2 separate regions of the Mus musculus genome follow, and region 1 is linked to region 2. The links are chromatin contacts, called in public HiCAR-type maps. All regions are on one chromosome and are shown on one strand. Each heading gives the region's core, a stretch centred on a gene start, on an enhancer-like site or on the middle of the called end of the contact. The rest is flanking DNA. Distances are from core to core; before and after follow the strand shown.

Region 1 (7,207 bases), core at 4,294-6,793, 1.1 Mb before region 2:
TTTGGCTTTGTTGTTTTTGAGACAGCCTCACGTGGCCCAGGCTGGCTGGCCTTGAACTTGCTATGTGGCTGTGGATGACTTTGAACTCCTGATCCTCCTATCTCTCCCTAATGCTGGGACTACAGGAGTGTAACACCAGGACCAGCTAGGATTAAACTACTGGAAAGTTCAGGCCCACGGTCCAGACCCTTGGGGATTGGCTGTGGGACAGGACCTATCCCAGATGTGTGAGGTATGGCTTCAGCCACATCCTGTGCTTTGGACGTTGGGTTCTCGAGGCCCATTCGCATTCAAGTGTTCCTGAGGTTTCTCCTAAGCGGGAGCCACACTCCAGCCTTTGCCTCCTCTCTGCCTGGGAGCCATCCCCTCCTCCCCTTGCTCTCTGCTCATCTCTTAGGAGGTCCCTTTACCCTGACTACTCTCTCTTCAGCCCTCAGCACCCACAATGTCGGTCCGTTTTCCTTTCCTATCCTACACATCACCTCTAACACATTTACGGTGGCCATGCCCTGTAAGTGTTACCACGGAGAGAACCTAAATAACTCCCCCTAATTTCAGTTGTTCTCTGTTAACTTAAAAAGCTACTCACTGTGAAGGTCACACAGTGTAGCAATGCAGTGTTGGTCTTCCAGTTATAGATTGCAACTGACCACAGTTAAGAATGGTTGCCTGGGTTACTTTTTTTTTTTTTTTTCTAAACATCCTGAAGACTGAAAGCACTCTTCAATCCAGCCTTGGATGAGTGATTGGAGAGAATAAAGAGGCCTGCCTCTGTCTTCAGACAGTGTTGCATGCAGATATATGGGACCATTTGAAAACACTTTGGTTCAAAAGGATAATACGGGGTTAACTTGACCTAGAGCCCACCCCCCTTTAAAGTCACCTACAGCAGTGGTGACTACAATCATCAGTCCATGAAATTAGCAAAAAGGGACAGCACTGCCTAACCCTGAGTCCTGGAAAGTCCTGACTTTGTCTCAGAAAACATGACCACTACTGTCAGCCAGCTCTGAATTGAGAAGCATCTTTGGCCACTGAATAAAGATCTCTCTTGCCAATGGCTTGTGGTGGTGGTGGTGGTGGTATGCCAGGAACATTTTTCCAAGTTTCCGCTGTGCCTCTCTTCCCTGAACTAAAAGGCTGTGTCCGGCCAGGCATGGTGGCACATGCCTTTAACCCCAGCACTTGGGAGGCAGAGGCAGGCGGATTTCTGAGTTTGAGGTCAGCCTGGTCTACAAAGTGAGTTCCAAGATAGCCAAGGCTACACAGAGAAACCCTGTCTCGAAAAACCAAAACCAAAACCAAAAAAAAAAAAAAAAAGAAAGAAAAAAAGAAAAAGAAAAAAGGCTGTGTCTGTCTTCCTTGCACTATAAACACCATGAAGGAAGGGTCCCTTGTTTTAGCCACTGATGGGTTCCTACAGACTGGAACGGTTATAGCAATTACCAATGGTGGAACCAAAGGAAATATAAACTAATACTTGTGGGAAGGAACACTTGGATGGGGGATCAAAAGGCCAGCCTTCGCTGGGAAAGTGGCGTGCATACAGTTGAGTCTGAAGGCATTTAACGGCAGTATTTAAAACACTTGGAAATAGATGGGAACCAAATACTTCCAGGCGTGTTGGCTAACTCCCCCACCTGCTAGCTGATCCTCTCCTGGATTTCACAAGTACAAACCGACATAAATCCAAGCAAACCAAATAGGACCCAAATCCTCACTGAGTCAAAGCGGTCGTCTTGCCCCTCTTGCCTCACTGCCGAACCTTCCTCGATGCTTGGGGACCTCAGACTGAACAGCGACATCGCCAACGCGCTCGAAACCACCACGTGCGGCAACCGTTGAGTCCGTGCTCCTGTAAGGGGCGCTGTGCGCCTGTGCTGCGCCGAAGTCCCCTGATCTGCCCAGAAACTCGTGACGCTTACTCTGCCTCTTAACAGGATTGGCTGAGAGGAGAAGCGTGAACAAATAGCTTAAAAAGCTGGGTGCTTCGGAAGAAGAGTAGGGAAGCCATCTCCTGCTTCGAAAGGAGTGCGGATTTGTCTCTAGACAATCGCTACTGAGCGAGGCTTGGTGATGCAGACCCATAACCCTTGCTTATGGGAGCTGGTGGCAAGAGAAATACCAGTGCAAGGTCATGCCTTGATACTTGGGCTGTTGGTAGACAATAAGCTAGGTGGGGACAGACAGTAAAGTCAACCATGCCGCACTAAGCTCTTTAGACAGGCTTTCCCAAAAGTTACCGGCGTTTAGACTATGTAGAGCGGTGGGGTCCTTTACAGGCAATCCTGCGATCGCGTGATACAGCAAAGCAGGGCTGTTCCCAAAGTCGGGATGGAAGGGAAGGTGGAAGCGCCTCTCCTATCTCAGACTCAGCTCAGAGTCCCTGAGAGTTCTGAGAAGCCCAGAGAGCTACATTCTGAAGTCCCCTGATGAAGATAAGTGAGGACACTCGGGTTCGTGGATGGAAGTGTTCTGATTTGCTTTCTCGGGGAAAAGAAATGCCAGAGGATTGGCTAGGGTGGCCCATGCAGGAAGCCAGTTGGATGGGGTGGAAGACATGCTGAGGAGCTAGGAAAGATTTGGGAAAACAGAAGTACGTGATTCAGAATGGGGGTGGGGGTGGAAGATGACGGTGGTGTCGAGAAAGAGAAAGCTCTAAGCTGTTGTCACCACCTTGCCTTTTACCCCTAGCATGGACTCTAACCCTTCGAAACCATAAGGCCAATTAAATGGGTTTTGTTTGTTTGTTTGTTTTTAAAGACGGGGTGTCTTTGTGCAACACGGCTTTGTAGACCAGGCTGGCCTTGAGCTCACAGAGATCCACTTGCCTCTGTCTCTTGAGTGCTGGGACCAAAAGTCTGCACCCCCCACATGCAGTTTAAGTGTTTCCTTTTCTAAATTGCTTTGGTCATCACATTTTGTCACAGCAATAGAAAAATAGCCAATATCACCGGAAAACAGCTTTAATGTATGAGCTATGTCTCCATCCCTGCAGCATCCTTTTTACTGACCATGTAACACTGTTTCATGTGCATTATCTGATTCTCTGTTGTCAGACACTGATGCTGTTACATGATATAAAGAAAACACTAGGACCATAACAGCAAGCCTTGGCTCTACAGAGCAGCAAGTCAAACTTGGCTGACCCCACAGAAGATTCACAGGCCAGTTCATGCAGGCTTAGCTTTCCTGCTCTTTGAACAAAGGAGCCCCTCCCCCACCTTCTGGAGACAGGATCTTATTATGTACACTGTAGCCAATAATGAAACTGACCTTCCACTTCTCTGGCCTTCACCTCCCAAGTGCTGAGATTACAGGCATGCATGACCACACCCAGCTTTATGTGGTGCTAGGGATGGGAGGCAGGGCTCCACGCATGCTAGGCGAGCACACTGCCAACGCCGTTATATTCCCCAGTCCAGAGCAAAGAAGCCGATATGACACGCTAGCTTAGGAGTAGAAGAAAACATCTGGCAAACACTGATGGCAGAACCCAAGCAAAGCTGTAAACGTTACAAGTCATTTTTTCCTTCCAAAAGAGCCTTTCCAGACTTCATAAGCTCCTCTTTGCCAAGCCTTTGTCACTGCAGCCCCAGAAGCCAATTAAATGAAGTTTCTTGGGATGTTCCAGGATGGGAAGCTGAGCTCCTAGGACCTAATTCCATGTTCTTTTACATCAGCTCTGGTCCCTCCACTGTCTGCAGATTCTATACTTTAGATTGCCTGTTAGATTATGTATGTAAAGACTGTGATCACAGAAGAGTTGTGTGTGTGTGTGTGTGTGTGTGTGTGTGTGTTTGTGCACTTTCAGGGCTTTAATTTTCAAATGGCTTCCACTAAACAGGTGCTCTGAACCAAAGTCACTTGAAGGTGCCTTTCTGGAGACAGACCCCCCTCCCCCATTCTCTCTGCCCAGGAGGTCTAGTTCTTAGGTAACTGAGCCTTCACTCTGCCCAGACAGTCTTAGGTAACTGATCCAGACCTTACTTTTCATATAAGTAATTCATGCTGGCTTTGGTCTCGAGACCCTGCTTCCCTGACATTTTTGGGACCTGCTACCATCTCTGAAAGCTCAAAAGCTTTGTGGCACACAAGTGAGATCAACCCACCTACAGGACAACTCTTTATTGGACAAGTTAACAAAAGCAGTTTAGTCAAAAGACCAAAGCCTATGTCATCTTTGGCCAGCCTGGTCTACAGACCTAGTTCCAGGACATCCAGGGCTGCACAAAGAAATCCTATCTTGAAAAACCAAAAAAGAAATACAGAATCTTGTACCCTGCCCCCATTTCATTGAACCATAAACCACATTTTAACAAAAAGCTCGGCTTTCTTCTGATATAGGGTCTCCTGTAGAATCAACTGGTGATGCAGCTGAGAACCATCCTGAACTTCTGGCCCACCTGCCTCCTCCTGTGTGCTGGGATTTTGAGGATGCACCACCATGTAGTTGATGCAGTCTGGGGTTCAAGCCCAGGGCTTTGTGCACGCTATAACCTGAGTTACACCCCCAACCTGATTCTGAGGATTTTCAGTGCCTAGTTAAGTAGCACTATTCTATACCGTGGGTAGGAGATACCACATTGACAGAGGGTAGGTCTATAACATAGCCGAAGCCAGTGGTTTCTGAAAAGGTTCTCAACTTTTCTTTTCTTTTTTGGTTTTTCGAGACGGGGTTTCTCTGTGTAGTCCTGACTGTCCTAAAACTCACTTTGTAGACCAGGCTGGCCTTGAACTCAGAAATCCACCTGCCTCCGCCTCCCAAGTGCTGGGATTAAAGGCGTTTGCCACCACGCCCGGCTGATTCTCAACTTTTCAAAACTAAGTCCTATACAAACTGGATAAAACTTATTTCAGTACCTGGAGTTCTCTCAGCATGCAAAATCCCTTCACCTAAAAACATTTTCTGCGAATTACCAGGCTTCCTTAAAGAAAGGCACGGGCAAGTTAGTGCAGTTAAGTACTCGGAGTTGGGCCAAGCCAAGCTTTCACTCAGCTGGGTCACGTCTGGGGCCGCCCATGTCCTTGGAAGCGCGGAGCAACCAATACAGGCTTCTGGGGGTAGATGGGTGGGTGGGTGTGGGGTGCCTTATGCCACCGGCCCCGAGATGGGCTCTTAAAAAGTGGTTGGCGGCTTTCCCGCCGCGGATCGCTTATTTTTAAGGCTTGAAGACGCAGAATTGACGGAACTGTTTTGGATGGGCCATATCGGGGATCTCGCCGAGGCAGCAGCACTACGGAGCAAACAGCAAACACCTAACAGTTCGGACGGCCCTACGCGACCTTCGAACTCTGACCCCACGCCTTTCTCCTCCGCGCTTCCGCGTGCAGCTTCCGCTCCCGCTCCTCCGGGAAAAGGCCGCCTCCCCCAAGGGCGGGGCTCTAAGGCCGTCAGTTATGGGAGGTGCTGGTTTGAGGCGGGTCTCGCGAGGGCGGGATTTAAAGAGGCATTCTCGATTGGGTTGCCGGGCAGGGGCGGGGCCTGCAGGGTCTAGGTTGGGCGGGGCTGGGAGTTCGTAACCGCCTCTGGGTAACTGGACTCCGGCGATCAAACCTCCGGAGGCCGGGAGAGGCCTGCGGGCTCGCGGCACATCCCGGATCTGGAGTATCCCTGGCAGGAGCGGAGTCAGAGGGGCCGCGGGATCCTAAAGCCGGGCTGCAAAGAACTTGCGAACTTGGAGTAGAAGATCCCGGAACCCGGTAGTAAAATCGGGAAGTCCCGGATCGCGGAACGTAGCTCGCGGAGCGGACTCAACACGGAGACCGGAGGCCGGATCGCTGCACCGCGGGACGGGACAGAGTGATGTCCGGCCGTGGCGCGGGCGGGTTCCCGCTGCCTCCGCTGAGCCCCGGCGGCGGCGCCGTTGCCGCGGCCCTTGGTGCGCCGCCTCCGCCTGCGGGACCCGGAATGCTGCCCAGCCCGGCGCTCAGGGGCCCGGGGCCTTCTGGAGGCATGGGGGTACCGGGGGCCGCCGCCTTCCGCCCCATGGGCCCCGCTGGCCCCGCGGCGCAGTACCAGGTGAGGAGGGCAGGCGAGCGGCGCCGCGAGGGCGCTGTGTCGGTCTCCCTGGGGCCTCAGGTGAGGACAGGCGGCCCAGGGGACACTGCAGGAGGAACTGTCGAGGGCTGGTGGCGGGCAGGCCAGAGTCCCTTGGTTAGTGGCTCGGGGTTGGAGGCAGTGTTGGGGAAAGGGTGAAAGCCCTCTGCGGTGGAGGGCTTGAGCAGTTAGAGGAGTCCCGGGGCTTCTTGGCTCCGAGTAACTTAGAGATGGAGGCTTCGTGAGATCTAGAGAATTGTGGGCAATCAGGTTGAAAGTGTAAGACAGGTCCCGGAGTGGAGGTGAGGGAGTGACCCGGGATGTGGTGAGGAAAATTTGGAAGAGGGTCGTTAGTGAGAAAACAGGGTTACTCTTTCTTTGGCCTCGGTCCCACTGCATCTCTGCCTTGGCTTTCTTTCTTTCTTTTTTTTTTTTTTTTTCTTCCTAGTTGGGAACTGGCAGAGCGTTAGTATGTCTGAGATGGCTCCCAGCTGCTCAAGTTGAGGAGGAAGGAAGCCAGGCTTCCTACGAAATGGGAGACTAAAGAGATTGGGCCCAGATAACTCCAGGATAGATTAGAAATAGCTGTGTCCAGGTCTGAAGAAGGCCCGATCCCATTAACAGACCATTCAAGATATCCTCTGTACGGGGCTTTCCTTCTTGATGCCAGTGTCCAGTAAAGTTTGGAGGAGCAGGGAGGCTTTGTGGAGTCCTGCTGGTCTTGGGCTGCACAGGGTACTGCCCTGACCCTTCTGTCTTGGCAGAGAGCTGTCTCAGGTTGCAGCATCAAAGGCCATTGACAAGCAGAGACAGGACCCGTGGTCAGTGCATTGGGAACTCAGCCTGATTCTGCATGTGGCGCTCCTCATTCCCCAGAGCTCTGGTTCAAGTGGCTCCAGAATGTTTGGGAATTTTGTTTTGCTTTTGCATTTTGGTGCTGAGCATGGAATCCAGGCAGGGCTTTGCACGTGGCAGACGATTGCTGTATCAGGGAGCTGCACCTCCTTTCCTGGGGATTGTGCCCATCCTTCTCCCACATCCTTGTCACTTTTGTTACTTGCTTTTTGATACAGGGTCTCATATAGTCCAGGCTGGCTGTGTAGCCAAAGCCCACCTTGAACTCTTTTCTCTCAAGTGTCTGGCATTACAGTCACACACTATCACGCC
Region 2 (6,885 bases), core at 217-2,716:
CTAGTATTCCAGAGTTACTGGAGGCACTCCTGGAGTGATTGGCAGAAATTTGTATTAAAGTTCACTGAAAAAGGAATCAAACCTTCTCTGCAATCTAACAGCTCCATAATTTCCAGTAACATCCCCTACACCCGTCCTAACTTTCATTTCCCTTCCTGGACTGAATGCCTGGAGCAAAGGGGAATGAAAAGGTGACGAATTCAAGTTTCACTCACACACACAAGTAAGGAATTAGGAAACTGTTAGAATGGTAGAAAGGCATCTTAAAAAAAAAAAAAAAAGACTGAGAAGAAAACCGAGTTTTCCCTAAGTAGGTAGGTGGCCTTGCTCACTACTTGTCCTGCCCTAATAATCGAGGTCGGAAAGGCAGAGGTTACAATGCAGTCTCTCCCCAATCCCAAGGTCTCTGGAAACATTTCCCAACCCTCCATCCCCAGGCCTGGCCCAGAAAATGAGGCCCTAGCAGTTACCCCATTTAATGTCAACTCATGATCAGAAAATACCCACCCCATCTCTTTCCAGAGGGGCTTTGGACCGGGATCCTCCCAATGGCCCCAAGCCGGGAAGCAGGACCGATGGGGCCTGGTCCCGGCGCCCCTCGCCGGCTCCAAACTTTCCCCAACTCCGGGCCCACCTGTCACGGACGGAGCGAGGGACAGCTCTCGGGGGCGCCCCGTAGGCTGCCGAGGCCTCCAGCTCCCCGGAGTCGCCTCTCCCGGCAGGCCGACCGCCACACTCCCAGGCCTGGGCCTGGTCCATCTTCGGCCCGGCCCCTCGGCGACCCCGCAGCCCTCGGGGAGCACCTCCCGCCTCGGCGCCCAGGAGCTGCGGCACGACGCCGGCCCGGGTCGCAGCCTCCTCGGGCCCTGGAGTGGGGCCCCCGGGACGGTTAATACCCCAGGCCCCGGCGCCCTTCCACGTCCAGGGGCTGAGCTTCTCACCTGCCGCCGCTGCCGCTCCACTCTCCTCTCGGGAGGGGCCCCGACCCGACCCGGCTGCTGACCGCTCCGCTCTCCCCCTGGGCAGGCCCGGGGCGGAGCCGGGGCCTCTCCTGAGCGCCGCAACCCCCCGCCCGGGCAGCCGCCGGCGGCGCCGGGCTCCACGACAGGGCGGGCGGGGGAGGGGGGCCACGGAGGCCGCAGATCCCCGAGCTCGCGTACGGAGCCAGGCGGCTGACGCGGGCCCGGGCCCGGGCGGCCGCCGGGGGGCGCGGGGCCGGCCTCCTGGCGCCGGACAAAGGCCAAGGGAGGCGCAGAAGGGTCTGGGTCGGGCCGAGAAGTGGGGGCCCGCTCGGCTGGGGGCCACTCGGGTGCGGCGCGGAGGGCGGGATGGGGGGGGGGTCGGAACCGCTAGTGCCCAGGACCCGCCTCCGGCCCCTTAATCCGGATCGGTTCGGTCCGGATTAGTAGTGATCGGTGTAAACACACTAGTGAAACCGCGTGTTTCCTCGCGAGATTTGCACGGCTGGGAGGCACGGGGGGGGGGTGTTCCTGGGGTGGGGGGGAGGTAGTGCCGGCCGTGGGGGAGGGGACGGGAAAGGTGTTGGGGGGAGGGTCGCTGCTGCCCCCGGAGCTCCGCCTCCTCCAATCAGCGGCCGCGCTGGCGGGCAGGGGTTAACCAGGGGACCCCGCACCGGCGGAACAGGCCGCGCCTGACAGGGCTGCTGAGGGCGGGCGGCTGGCGGCGCTTGCGGCCCCGCCTGCGACGTGAGGGGTGGTTGGTCGGCTCGGGGGCGCCGGGTAAGCGGCCGGGGCCGGAGCCTCGGGAGCCCGCCTTTGTGGAGACAGAGTCGGAGGCCGACGGTTGGGCTGCGCCTCAGGCCGCGGAGCAGCGTCGGAGCGGCGACCCGGCGGGACTGCCGCGCTCGCCCTGCCTCTCATCTACACACATTTTTTGGGGTGAGGAAAGAGGTTGCTCTGCCCAGCGATGGATCCGAGGAGAGAGCCCGGGAGCGGGGCAAGGGGTGTCACTGAGTTCGCGGTGCCCACCCGATGTCCGCCAGCCGGCCATCCCCCGCAGCCATGGTCCACGTCCCCAGACCCCACGCCACGCCACGCCACGCCACAGGCACGGAAAGCCGGCCGGCGGCTCTCGCCTTCCACGTACCTGACTGGCCTGGCGTCTCCAGGGACAAAGGTGTCCTGGGATCACAGCCGAGCCCTCACCAGCATGCCCCCCTCCAGAGCGGAGGTCGCTACCCGCCCCCCGGGGAACTCTCTCAAAGCACCTAGGGGGAGGTTCCATCTTAACCTCCGGTGACAAGATGGCCCTCCTGGGGTGCTGGGGGCCTGCTCTTCAGAGTGTCTGCTGAGAGGGTGAGCGCCTGCGACAGGAGGGCTTTCCTGCATGGGAAAGGGTTCCACCTCTGACCCCAGCGCCAAAGGGGGAAAAAGTCACTTTCTTCACCTAGTTTCACGAGCCAAGACACGGACTTCAAAGTAACGACTCAGCTTTTTGTTTTCTTCTGATGCTTCCTTGACCAGATGTCTGAACGTGTCTGAAGGACTACAAGGGAATCACAAGAGAAACATTCAAGCTTTTACACAGCCGGCTTGAACTTTTCCAGGCGTTGGCAAGTACTCCAAAGTAGAATTCTGTTATTATTAATTTTTCCACATATTGACTGGACAGAGACCTGCCAAATGGGCAAAGGATGATAATTCCTTTTTGTACATTCTCCATCCTTCAGAACTCAAGTAGAAAAACTCAAATTGGGAGTCATCTTCCAGATCCCAGGCTGCTTGGAAAGATGAACGTTTTGAAGGGAAGAGGGGAAGAGCAAGTCAGGAGCAAAGGGTAGGGAAAGGGGGCAAGGAGGAGCCCCCAGAATGCAGTCAGTCTCAAGCATGAAAATGATGAACAAAAGGAGTGCACTGTGGCTCCTCAAGTCTGCACAGTGGGAAAACAAAGACAGTTCTTTGATTATAGTGAGATCAAGAAAATAACACCCACATTCCCATAACTTGGGAGACTGAGATGAAACAAGATTGCCAGCCTGGGTATCTTAAGACCAAAAGAAAGGGGCCTGGAGAGATGACTCCGTGGTTAAGATTGGCACTGTTCTTGGGTTTGCTCCAAAACATCTACACCCGTAAGGCTTCCATGGACAGTGCGTTCATGTGCACACACAGACATAATTAAAAATAAATCTGAAAAGAATATGGCCTGCAACTGACTATGCAGCATGGGCTGGCCTTAGGTGGTGGGTCCTTCGACCTCTTTCAGAGTTCTGGGATTACAGGCATGCAGCCACTATACACAGCCTAAAAATAACTCCTTAAATAACACTAGAGTGTCATAAATTAGGAGAGGAGACCAGAAGAGAAAGAGAAATGGACAGTTGAAACTGAGTTCTTCCAGCTGGTCCACAAACAAGTTGTCTGGGCCAATTATCTAATCGTTTCAAGTTTCACCAACCTTGTGCTAGAGCTAGAGGATTCCCAGTGCCCTTTCTAGACCACAGGTCCCATTTTCAGCTTTTTGTTTTGATAAAAGGTCTAATGTATAGCTGAGGCTAACCTAGATCTCCCACTGGCTGAAGATACTGTCAAACTTCTGGTCCTCCTGCTCCTGCTTTCCAAGAGCTAGGATTAATTATAAGCTAGGCAAGCAGTCTACCAACTGAACTACATTCCAAGCACACAGACTCACCTTTATCTGTTTTCAGAGAGTCTCACTATGTAGCCAAGATTGTTCTAAATTCTCAGTCCTTTTGTCCCAGGCCCTAGGAGCTGGCAGTATAGGCATATGCCCTGATGCCTGTTTCCTGAGTGCAGTTTTAAAGGAACCATTTGAAGACAGATGAAATTTTTAGTTTCACCTTTTTGGGGGGGAAGATGGGGGGTCAAGACAGGGTTTCTCTGTGTAGCCCTGGCTGTCCTGAAACTCATAGAGATCCGCCTGCCTCTGCCTCCCGAGAGCTGGGATTAAAGGCGAATGCCACCACTGCCCAGCAATTTTAATTTTCTATAAATGAAGCTTTATGTCTTTTTTTTCCTGCTATTTTGTGTGAGTTCTTCATGGATTCTCCCTCTGTTTCCTAACAGTAGGATCTTTTCTGGCTCAGCTTAGCTTCCCTGGCTCACCAGCCTTTCTTTTCACTGTTCATTCTCTTCACCAACTGCCTTCTCCTCTCTAGTCCTTCTCAGTCTCCTTTCTTCTGTACCAACTGTCTTCTCTAACCCTACTCTCTGACCCTTCTCTCTTCCTACTCCTCTGACTCTTGGACCCTACTCTCTGTCTCCTGAAGTCCAAGAGTTAACTGACACAAAAGGTCATAGGGTCAAGCAGTTCTAACGGCTAAGCATTTCCAAAGAGTCAGTTGACTAGCCATTGGGGATCCTTTAAAGGGCCAGGCACACAAAATAAATCGTACTACATATAGGTGTCAAGGAAAGTCATACCACCCAAGTGTGCTCACTCTAGGCTTAACAGCTGTTCCAATAGAAACTACTTAGAAAAATTGGAGACTTTCTTATTTTAAGCATCATATAATTCAAAATATACTAGCCAGGCCTAGTGGCGCATGCCTCTGATGCCAAGCACTCAAGAGGCAGAGACAGATCTTTGAGTTTGAGGCCAGCCTTAACTATATATAGCTCCAGGACTACACAAAGAAGCTCTGGCTCAAAAAAAATATAATAAAAATAACAGGCAAGAAAATAGATTTTTCTCAGAAAAATTTTTGTAACATTTATAACCTTGGTTTCAGGGATCAATTTATGTAAACAGTGTTTGGTCATGTGAAGTAGCCTGTTTGAGAATGGCAAGTGATGCTATGTCCTGTATAAGAATCCAGTTCCCATCAGCTATGAAAAACTTAAACATAGATGGAACCAGATTTTGGTTTTAGAGAAATAAAGGAAAAGTTTTCCAAATTCATGTTAAAGTCAGAGAATCACACATCCCCTGGTCATACTCGAGACTAGCTGTAGTTTTCTCCACAGTGTGTTGTGCTGATTTCTCTGTAGGTTAATAATGAATCAAAGGGCCTGGCGTGGTGGCGCAGGCCTTTAATCCCAGCACTTGAGAGGCAGAGGCAGGCGGATTTCTGAGTTCGAGGCCAGCCTGGTCTACAAAGTGACAGCCAGGGCTATACAGAGAAACCCTGTCTCGAAAAACCAAAAAAAAAAAAAAAAAAAGAATCAAAGGAAGAGGAAAGGTTGCTTTGACAAAGAAACTGGGGAAATCTGGGTTAAACTTATGCAGACTCTTTGATTGTACTTCATTATGGAGCCTATAATACATATATATGTGATTGTCCCTGAGGATCTGTATTCAAGTTGTGTTTTCCTAACATTGCCTTTGGAACTACCAAAAGCAAAGTGGCTGGTTGTTAAAGAATTAAATTGTAGAAAAAGCATCTTGAGGAAGACACCAGAACACTTTAACACCTTTTACCGTATCATGTGTCCTCTGATGCCTCAGACTCCTGAGTAATTTTTGTTTTGTTTTTGAGACAAAGTCTCACTCTACCTTAGGCTGACAAAAATTTGCAGCAGTCCTCCATTTTCTGCCTCCCATGTTCTGAAATTACAGGTGAGAGTGCCACAGCCATCTCTGACAAGCATATTCTTGAATGTTCCATAATGGTTACCTCCTTCATCAGAAAGGTGATACCAGGGCCAAAGAAATGGTTTATCAAGGCTGAAGAGATGGCTCAGTTGGTAAGAAATAGGCTCACAACCAAAAGGATAAGAGATGGTTTGGGGGGGCGGTGGCAAGATGGCTCAGCAGGTAAGAGCACTGACTGTTCTTCTGAAAGTCCTAAGTTCAAATCCCAACAACCACACGGTAGCTCACAAACATTCGTAATGAGATCTGATGCCTTCTTCTGGTGTGTCTGAAGTCAGCTACAGTGTACTTATGATAATAAATAAATCTTTGGGCCGGGGCAAAAATTCAATTCCCAACAACCACATGAAGGCTCACAACCATCTGTACAGCTACACTGTATTCATATACATAAATAAATCTTTAAAAGAGAGTGAGAGAGTAGGGTATAGGCACTTGCCACCAAGTCTCAGAACCTGAATTTGATTCCTGAGTTTGATATAGGAGGGAGAAAAACTACAGGTTGTCCTCTGACCTCCACTCACATGCTGTGCCACACACATACACACACTGATTGACGTGAGGGAGATGCTATCATTGGACATGGTGGTAGTAGTACTATAGAGTTCAGACATGGTGTTCACACCTTTAATATCCCAGCACCTGAGGAGGCTTAGGCAAGAGGATTTTTCATGGCCGTCCTGAGATACAGAATGAGAGCCTGTTTCGAAAAAGAAAACCAACATAAAGCAAGAGTGAGATGATGGTACCTGTAGCACTGCTGCCACCTCCGACCTCTGAAAGATGTTGCAGTATGCTAGCCCGGACACAGACCCTATGTAAAGCCCTTGATTCTAACCCCAGCCCAACCTTGACCTTGTAAAGGATGTGTAGGCTTAAGCTCCAAGCCTCAGCTCCTTAGTCCATAAAATGGTGTTAAAACACGGGGCCATTGGAGGATTAAATGAGATAGTTTATGTGTTAAAGTATCTCTTGTTCTCCTGTAGTAACGATCTCCCAAGGCTTACTGCCTACATCTCTAACCTAGGCTTAGTCCTGGAAGCTTCTAGCCTCCATACAATCTTACCTAGGCCTACAATGTTTTCAGCCGCTGAAATTTCCTGCTGAATTAGTTGAGTCTTTCTTGTTCTTTCTGAGCTCTGGCTGGTTGGTTCAACTCAGCTGTTCTGGTTCAGACTCCTCTCCAAGCTGACTGTCTTAGGGTTTTACTGCTGTGAACAGACATCCTGACCAAGTCAAGTCTTATAATGGACAACATTTAACTGGGGCTAGCTTACAAGTTCAGAGGTTCAATCCAGTATCATCAAGGGG

Evidence for each region. HiCAR-type assays count read pairs that join an accessible place to other places.
Region 1: a HiCAR-type map of astrocytes shows a contact between it and region 2, with 2.2 times the contacts expected there. The contact joins the promoter of Smarcd2 here to the promoter of Tlk2 in region 2. A contact is called at or near these places in 1 of 484 Hi-C or Micro-C datasets (embryonic stem cells) and 1 of 115 datasets of contacts at active chromatin or transcription factors (astrocytes).

The regions. Positions count from the first base shown.
Region 1 is chr11:106,271,308-106,278,514 of GRCm38.p6, reverse strand. Smarcd2 (SWI/SNF related, matrix associated, actin dependent regulator of chromatin, subfamily d, member 2) reads left to right here and starts at 5,543. Exons shown (of 13, transcript NM_001130187.1): 1 at 5,543-6,022. The coding sequence starts at 5,807. It overlaps Tcam1 (testicular cell adhesion molecule 1), which reads right to left and starts at 1,793. Exons shown (of 8, transcript NM_001379686.1): 1 at 1,722-1,793.
Region 2 is chr11:105,176,108-105,182,992 of GRCm38.p6, reverse strand. It overlaps Tlk2 (tousled-like kinase 2 (Arabidopsis)), which reads right to left and starts at 1,466. Exons shown (of 22, transcript NM_001112705.2): 1 at 942-1,466. It overlaps 1700052K11Rik (RIKEN cDNA 1700052K11 gene), which reads left to right and starts at 1,560. Exons shown (of 1, transcript NR_027956.1): 1 at 1,560-3,973.